2 separate regions of the Zea mays genome follow, and region 2 is linked to region 1. A link is a contact called in public Hi-C data. All regions are on one chromosome and are shown on one strand. The core of a region is the stretch at or near the end of the contact, and the rest is flanking DNA. Distances in the headings are between cores, read along the strand shown.

Evidence for each region. A called contact is a pair of places that touch in the nucleus more often than the background predicts.
Region 2: a Hi-C map of tassel shows a contact between it and region 1, with 5 times the contacts expected there. The contact joins the enhancer-like site here to the promoter of LOC100284085 in region 1. A contact is called at or near these places in 6 of 25 Hi-C or Micro-C datasets (ear, endosperm, leaf and 2 more).

What each region holds. Positions count from the first base shown.
Region 1 is chr2:156,674,195-156,678,808 of Zm-B73-REFERENCE-NAM-5.0, forward strand. It overlaps LOC100284085, which reads left to right and starts at 1,618. Exons shown (of 4, transcript NM_001156983.2): 1 at 1,618-1,748; 2 at 1,974-2,239; 3 at 2,978-3,191; 4 at 3,305-4,317. The coding sequence starts at 1,658. The coding sequence ends at 4,038.
Region 2 is chr2:156,796,044-156,800,887 of Zm-B73-REFERENCE-NAM-5.0, forward strand. No RefSeq gene overlaps it. Among protein-coding and RNA genes, the nearest start is that of LOC109944568, 65 kb to the left of the region's middle. Within about 2 kb of position 1,773, at least 17 of the 20 cell types and tissues checked have an H3K27ac peak or open chromatin away from gene starts, as enhancers often do. A contact at or near this core is called in ear, leaf, leaf mesophyll and 1 more, where this site is marked.

The DNA of each region.
Region 1 (4,614 bases), core at 368-2,867:
ACAATACCTGCATGCAAATGATCAGTAGCTGATTTACGGCATACTGTATGCAGACATGCAGTAGCTGGTCTGGTGCATTATTTTACAGCGACGGTGTCTAGGGTGGTAAGGTATGCAATGGGCACATAAAGACATACTTATACCTACTAGAGAAAAAAATACTCTATACTCATACCCACTATTTATCATGGACATAAAATTAAGCTATAACTATACTCATCACGGATAGTCCCACTAACATTACAATAAACATGATTCAAGTAACATGATTCACTTGAATTGTAAAAGCAAGTATCAAATACAAAATGTTGAAGCCACTTACCTCATCAATATTGAAGGATATTAAAATAATATATTATTTTTATAAAAAAGTTGAAGCCACATACCTCATTAATATTGAAAAATATTGAAGGATGTTAAAATAATATATTACTTTTGTGCCCGCATGGTAAATCATGGAATCCAATGTAATTTTATCATAAGGTCAACAATATTTAATATTATCTGCAACACATACAAGCTCATGCATGAGAGAACAAGGTCTTTAATCCGAACTCACATGTTATATATTAGCAGGTTTCTCATCAGATAGCGGATATGGGACAAAAGAGAACATATCCATGCCCATAGGTAGCAAATTTCGTCATACCGGTGCTCTAATAGGGTTGTTCACCCATCGGGTATCGGGTTTTGGGAACCATTTGCACAATCTCTATGTGTGTCCTTGGTTGAGATGGCAACGAGGAATTCTCCGTCGGAGAATGGCTCCCCAAACCCGTCCCCACGGGGAGAATAATTACGCTTCCCTGTCCTGCGAACACTCATGGGGGAGCTTTTTCTCCCATTCTCGTCGCCGCAGGTCCCCGGTAGGAATTATAATATTTAGAGATAGATTTAAATTGATTATATCAAATTAATGCAAATTTAACAATCAAAATTTAAAATTACAAGGGACATCTACTTTAAGTTTACTTTGATATTTTATAATATATATTGAGTTTTTAGTATAATTTGAACAAGTAAATTGACTAATTTGGATAAAAAAAATTCGCGGTCGGGTACATGAGAACAGGGGATGGTTACCCATCGCCATCCTTGCGAACCCGACAGGATTGAATTTTCTCCATTTAGATCTCCGTGAGGATCAAATCATTCTCATACCCGTTCCCTAAGGGCTTGTTTGGTTCAAGTGTTGGGCAAGATTTAATTCCCTCCAATCCTTCTTAATTTATCTCTAACCGAATAAGCCTTAGGTCTAGTTTGGCAACTCTATTTTTCTAGAGATTCTCATTTTTCCAAGGAAAAATAAACTAATTTCTCTTGGAAAAATAAAAAACCCTTGAAAATATGGGGTTGCCAAAATAGAGGAATTTTCTTTGGGAAATCAAGGATCAGGTCCATATTGTCATCTCTAGTCCTTGCGAGAGGCCCTCACCGGCGGCGGCGAGTCACCGCCTTCTGAGGAAGAAGCCACTGTCAGGTGGGTCCACCAGTCGGTGGGACCCGCTTGGCATTCGGACAAAACGCTATAAGAAATGCTACAGACACAGGCGAGGGAGTAAGGATTCCCCAACCCCAACCCCAACCCCAACCCCCCAAGAAGCACCGCACAGAACCCTCTGCTCCTCTCACCCTCACGCTCCAAGGCGGCGGCGCCATGCACGGCGGAGGCGCGGCCTCGCCCGATGCCGCCATATGCATCTCCCCAGAAGCTGGGCCCATCGTCGGGGTCGCCCCCGCCGGGATCAGTAAGTTTGCGCCCCAACCGTTCCTCCCCCTCTCTCCAAACGCATCTCATTCTTTGCCGATTCGCGCAATTTCTGATACGATACTACTCCTACCAGTTGCTTATCTTTCCCTAGTGCAGCTTGTCAGTTCATCCTTCGTTAGCAGAGTGTCTGCAAATAGCTCGTTCCAAATTTCTCTTTGCTATGGTGCTGTTTCCTCATCCGTTCGTGTTTGATTTGGCACAGGGGTCGAAAACTGCTACGTGTTCAAGAGCCGGCTGCAGGAGTATGCTCAGAGGGTTGGCATTCCAACCCCGGAGTACCACACGCTGAAAGAAGGCCCATCTCATGAACCTGTCTTCAAGTCCACAGTGTTCGTTAATAATACCAAGTATGAGTCGCTGCCTGGGTTCTTCAGCCGGAAGGCTGCAGAACAGTCTGCCGCGGAAGTTGCGCTCATGGAGATAGCCATGTCCGCTCCGGTGACCGAAATTAGGAACATGCCAGCAGTTGTAAGTTACTCTTTTATGCACATCTAAAAAATTACTCTCTCTCTCTCTCTCTCTCTCTCTCTATTCAGATGCGTTGTCTAAAGATTCTAACTATATAAACTTTATCCTCCAGAAAGATATTTTTTGTTCTTTGAATTTTAAGGTGTATGCAAATGAGCGATGATCTAGAAAATCATAGCCTAAAGGGAAAAAAAGCAAGCTGCCTCATTCATAGTTATGGTGCTGCCTATAACATTGATGTTCTTTCTTTATTTCTTTTATTTTTATGGATGCGAGAGTGTCTGAAGTATTCTATACTAACTTGGCATTGCAAACATTCAATGAAATTTATTGCAAGTATGCTAATAGCACCTACCTCTTTTCAGTTAAGTAAATTTGTTTAACTGTGTTTGTCTAGCGGTACCTAAGTACTGTCGCGAAAATTTGTTTCTATGTTTCCTGGAATTTTCCCAATAATATTCTTTGGTCTTATCATTTATTTGTAATTATTAATGCTCTCAATCACAGCAATGTCCCCTCTAATTATTCTTTGGAGATAGTTATGAAAATGCTTGCAGACTTGTTCAGCTCAGTTTATGAACCATGAACTATGCATATCTCATAACATAGTGATTAAGTTACCACGAACCATTCATAGCTCAACTTATGAATTCGGATGATGAAATTAGCATATCATAGCATTGCAGGATGTCTTCTTGATTGACATGTTCCGTTGATACATCTTACTACGTGTTGCAGCAAGAAACTGGCCTGTGCAAGAATCTCCTTCAGGAGTATGCTCAGAAGATGAATTACGCCATTCCATCTTATATTTGCACTAAACAAGCTTCGGGTGTAGCTCCTTTCGTATGCAGTGTTGAGATTGGTGGCATCCTATACATTGGTGCTGCAGCTAGGACAAAGAAGGAGGCAGAGATAAAAGCTGCCCGAACTGCTCTTCTTGCAATCCAAAGTAATTTTCTTAGCATTCAATCCAAGAATATCTTTTGTGCAAACATTATCACTCCCTTTTAGCAAAGAAACTGGCCTAAATTTTGGGTCATAAATGGGCAATGTTTGTTGCAGGTCAATCAGAAGGTGGTGCAAATGGTGCCAAAAAGTACATTGTTGTTCCTGGGCAAAGGCCAGATAAGGAGACGAATAAAAATCCAACTGAAACCCCCATACCACTTAGAGTCAAGAAGCGTGGTTCCAGGAAGAAATGGAACAAGAGGAAATTCAGGAGGATGGCTGACCGAATTGTTGATGCTGGAAAGGATGCAGAGGGGCTTGGAACGCTTCTACATGATGACTATGAGGAAGCTAGAAGAATAGGATATGAGTTACCTACAGATACTGCTATGGTTCAATTTAACAAGGAAGTTGTAATGACACAACCTGGTGAAGGAGATAGGATAGTACAATTGGAGCCACCCAGAGATCCTGCAGAGGTCCAATATAACAAGGAAGCTAGAAGTGTTGAACAGGACCCACCCAGAGATCCTGCAGAGGTCCAACATAACAAGGAAGCTAGAAGTGTTGAACAGGACCCACCCAGAGATCCTGCAGAGGTCCAACATAACAAGGAAGCTAGAACTGTCGAACAGGACCCACCCAGCAACACAGAAGTGTGGAAGCCTGACAATAAGGCTACAACTACAGAGCAGGAGTCGGTGAGCGCTTTCATAGCATTGAGATCTAATGGGGATTCTACAGATGTGGAGGCGGCACCAGGCGATACCTTGATGATGCAGGGCCAGGAGTCGGAAGCCACAATGCAAGAAGCATCTCACGCTGGTGAACAGGCCCAGCCTAACTAGGAACCTGAAAGCAAAAAAAACTTCCTGAACAGGAAGACCGAAATGTAGGTCGAATGCATGCATTGCTGTAGGAGAATAAGTCCACTGGAGGTACATGAGCCTAAAATAATTTGTGGAGTGGTGGTTGACTCCAGTGGTAAGTGCCTTCCAGAGTGTACCGGCATGCCCAAAACTGAAATTTCCGGTTTAGATAGAATTGGGGGCGCGGAAGAGGGTGCCATGTGTGTGTTTGTGTGTGTTGCCTGTGGATGGAGGAATTGATGGGAGTATGTGAACTGATGTAGCTAGTCTATGTTTGTTACCATTGAGGGCTTGTTCGGTTAGCTCTCAATCCATGTGGATTGAGCGGGATTGGATGGGTTTGAATCCCAAACAGCTCAAACTTCTTCACAATTTTTTCCAATCCCATCCAATCCATGTGTATTGGGAATAACCGAACAAGCCCTGATGATGATTGTGTTTGGCCATGTTTTCACTGTCATATTGGTTGGCGACCGCTACTTGCATGCACAATGCATTCGAGGTAGCCGGTCCAAGCCTCCATTTGGTCACTGGATGATTGCTTAAATGATGTTT
Region 2 (4,844 bases), core at 523-3,022, 120 kb after region 1:
CGGCGGATGCAAATTCCAACGACCCTGCGCTCTATACTCCAATCCGGAGAGTGCTAAGTGTAGCACAGATGAAATCAAATTTAGGGGAGCTAGTCTTATCGAGAATTGTTCAGAAAACCGCCAAGAAGACGATGTCTCGCAGCTTCACGCGGATGCGGCGCAATCGATGAGAAATTTTCGTTCGCCCACGGTGTCTTGAGCTCTGATTCGACTTAGATTACAATCCCCACATGTTGGAGACAATTGTATTTTTGGGACTATAAACGTGACGCTTCGCAATAATACCATTTTAAATAACTGTCTCGCAAAAATGGGTCTACAAACGTCTTCTAATTGATAAAGACATCATTTACCGTATTTCCTCCCTTTTGTATTTTTTTACGTGTATTCTCTTCTCCACTAGACAGATTTGCCCTTCTCTCATTCTATCGCTGAGATATCGCTGTTCTTGTTAGTCTCCTGTACGCAGCGCCGCAGAGGTCAAGCTGAACGAGGGAGCGCTCAAGCTCTTCCTCCAATGCATTCCTCTTGCTGGTGGGCAAGCTTGCTCAGACCATCGACCATGGTTTTGATGGTCACTGCGCGACGGCCACCACCGCACCGGACTTCGCCACAGAGGAGCAGTCCACGCGCGTCCGCCGGGCTCGGCGAGAGAAGAGGTGAGAGAAACACAGTTGAACTAGGAGATAGAGACGAACGATTGAAAGTAGAAACCCAGGGCAGGGGCAATTTTGACTCTTAGATGATAAATACATGGAAACAAATTATAAAAAGGAATAATACACATCAAATGGTAGTATAATCAATTAGAATATATTTATAGTCCCTTTTTACGAAGAAAATCTTTCGAATGGCATTTGTGCAAAGCGTAATGTTTAGAGTCCTAAATATGCAATTATCTCTACATGTTGGTGACGCTGCCCGATCCCCCATTGGCCCTTAAATGGAGGTGCAGGCGAGAGTTACCTGCGGTGGCGGCCAACGCGGTTGCACCAGCATGATGGCTGGGTGGGTGATCAGGGGGGCACGGGCCACAACATTAAGGCTGGTGCCAGTGCAGGCGGGAAGCACGAGCGAGAGGAGCGTACGGGGGCGAGAGTGGGACGGGAGAGGGGCGGGAGAGCGGGAGCGGGCGATGGCCGCATCGCCCGGCGACATCGTGCCTGTCGCCTCGCTCTCGCCTGCACTGGAGAGCGTGCTCGGGCGAGAGGAGGGCGGGAGCGGGGCGACGCGCTGGCGCGGTGGGCGAGAGCGCGAGGCGAGAGTGAGTTGGCACATTCCAGTTGGTCCACCTAGGAGTTTCTGAGCGTTTGTAATTTTTAAATCGTCATGTAATTTTATTTTAATTATTACGCAATTTGTAATTTTTAATTCAATAAAAAATATTATGTTGTGTGTTTTCTGAGCGTTGAAATAAATCCGCGTGAATTACTTAATTCTGAAATAGAAAAGTTGATGTGGCTATAGCCTGAGGCTGTAGCCTGCTGCAGCCTGTGCACTGGAGCAGCAGAGGCGAGAGTGGAGGCGAGAGCTGACGTGGCAGGGGCGAGAGGGAGGCTGTGCACTGGACTCAGCCTAAGTAGCACCAAGGTGAGGTCCAGGCGTTGAAGCGGCCCTGGATTCTAGGCGACGTTTGTTACGATGCCCACGTGAGAACAGCGGATCTTTTGAGACAAACCTCGAGAAAGGAGATGGTTATGACAGTCGGACCCCACATGACAGTGGCATGGTCGAGCGGCTGAGTGACTGACCCGACAGGCCCACATGTCGGCGCCCAATGTCGAGACTAGGTCGTGCCGTAAGGAGAGAGAAAGAAAAAAATATTGGACCTGTGCAAGTGAGTGAAGTGGAGATGGGCTAAAAGTGAGGATCTCGGCCCAGGTATGTTTCCTTTTTTCTTTTCTCTCCTTATCGCTCGGCCGAAATGGGAATAAAAAATGAAAACAAAAAGAAAAGTGAGGATCTCGGCCCAGTAGAACTCAAGGGCAGAGAGGAACTTCAAAGAATAAAGTCTTTAGGGCAGCTGAACATGTAGGCGAGTATCCCTGAGCTTTGTATAAAATTTAGTGGAGGAAGGGAAAGTCCCAGGGTGCCAGCACACTTCATGCACACCCACGTGGCTTACAAGTACAACTCCAGCCAAGTTTACAAATTCAGCCCAAACAATAAACTTGGTCGACTCCACAACTCAAAATATCCTCTTTTGTCTAGTGAATAAAGACAGGAGAAAGAGTGGCTGAATTCTCCACATGTGGCTAAGCACAACAGGGATCCACGGTGTGATATTTCAGAAGAGTAAGGTCACAAGGTTTTTCTGCTGTCCAGCTCATTCCAACAAACAAGAATTTACTGCTTACCCCCCCACCAAACAGTCCAAATTAGATATTGTAGTGTGGAGCAGTCTCTAGATCCTTAACCCTGAACTACAACTTTATCTCTATCCATGGCAGCAAGGCATATCCCATGTTACTTCCTCTCCCTCAGCAAAGCTTATTCCTATCCATAACTGACATAGAAGTAGCTAGAATCGATAGTGGATACAGATCTTTACTGCAGATATTTTTTATCTCTATTGAACTGCCGCTGCTCACTGCTCCATTCTAGTTCCAGGCCTCCCTGTTGGAGCCCTGCTATCTCACAATTCCATATGGCTGCAAGGTAAACTTGGTTAATAAAACTTGTTCCTTACACATAGGTCTTCCAACATGGTATAACACTTTTAGACTAAAGACCCACAGAGCAAGAGTTACAACATCCCAAAGTTGAGCAAAACTCACAAAACCCAGTTTCTGGAGTCTGAAATAGCACACCACTAAGCCTGACAGAGGGTTTTGGCACTTAATTTTCTCTAAATTCTCTACAATAGCAAGCCAACTCTTTGCATCAAACTTGTTGTCCTTGATATGGTCTCCCATCTTGCAGTGGAATCCCTAACCCAATGCTACTTGGAGTAATTACCACAGAGCTCCAAATGTGATTAAAAACTCACTAAACCATAATAACAGACAACTGAATCAGTATGCATTCCATATGCCTGACAGGGGTAATTAGGACACCAATTACTGCCAACCTTGTGTAACACCAACTCCATTTCTCTTTAGAAAACTTATTCACCTTACTATGGTCTCCAACCTTTCTACATGGAGTAGGACTCATAACTCCAGGAATTAAATTCTAAAGAGCTCCAAAATTGGTTGAACAACACCCTGAAACAGATTTTTAGTGAACTGATACAGCCCACCCCTAGTTTGACAGGGAAGGTTTGGAGGTATTTTACTCCCAAATTTCTGTAGAACCATGTCTATCTTACTTTAGTAAACTTATTTACTTCACTTTGCTCTACACTTTTGCTAAATAATTCTTAGTTCAAAACCACTAGGATGGGTCACAATAGAGCTCTAAACTTGGTACCATTCACTGATGTTCAGATTTTCAGCTCTGAATAAACTAAGTCCACAACAATCTGATAATCCAACTTTGGGGAAGTTTTTCTCCACATTTTGTATAGGATCATGCCAAACACACTTAAAGAAAGTTTTTCACCAACATATGTTATTCAATCCCTTTATGGACCCCTCAACCCAAATCCTTAGGGGATTAGTCACAAACAAGCTCCCAAAACTGCTATCAAACTCTGAATTCAGTTCCAGTTACTGTTTTCAATCTAAAAATTCAGAAATCTGTTAATCAATCTTTGGACTATCTTTTCTACTAGTAGCATATAGTTTTGGGGCTATATCATTTAATACGAATTGTCCTCGTATCATTGCTCTACAAAGTTGGTATATTGGTCATTAACCATAACTCCTGGATTCCAAAACATCAAGGCCCAAAGTTGGATCCAAATACTGAAATTCAGCCTCTGAACTCTACTAAGTCTGGAATCCACAATTTCTGCCAACCCTAATTTGGACCAGATTTTATCCAAGTTTCATATAGCTTTAGGGCTAGGTGACTTAATCAAACTTATACTCCTCATGTAGCTTTATAATTTTGTTATAATGATCATAACCTATAACCCTATGGATAGAGAAATAGAGAGCTCCAAAACTGCATAAATCTCACAAAAACTCAGCTGCAATGATTTGGCAAAGTCTGAAAACACAATACCTAGCATCCCATCTTTGGACCACCTTTTCTCCTGGTATCATGTAGTTTTAGGGCTAGTACACTTAATAAGGATTGTTCTCCAACAATTACTCTACAAATTTGTTATAGCAACATTCAACCAAAAGTGCACATATTCAAAGTTATAAGTGTCCAAAAACAGCTAAATGAAACTGGTTTCAGCCGAATTCAAGCTCAAACCAAACTGAAGCTTTACAAATTACTCAAAATTTCTCTGCACAACTTGGAAATCTCCAAATATGAAAGTTGTTCACTTTCCCAAGCTCTACAACTTTGGTATATGGACTTTAGCAGATCCTTACTGAATTTAGGATTCCACTATTGGGGCTAATTTAGGGTTTCACGTGTTCTTCACTTTCTCCAAGTGTTTCACCAATTTGATCCTTCCTCCAAAAAACAAAGGTATTCTTTGACTTAAGATCTAGCTTTGGTTTATAGAGCTCATGTCCAAAGTGTCATTAGTTGAGCAGATGTTTGTTTTGGTTATACACTATTTCACTTTGGCTCGACTTAGTTTTTAAAGTTGATCCAATATCTCAAGTGTTTCTTCCACTTGACTAACACTTCAAAGTAAAGTTGATCTAGGTTTTAAAACTTGTCTTTAGTACTTAAGACTCCAAGCCATCTTGTCACTTTCTTAAGAGATGACCATCACCTACTTGGTTCAAGCAAAACTCTTAACCTAAGTCCTATGCTTTAGCACACAACCATCACAC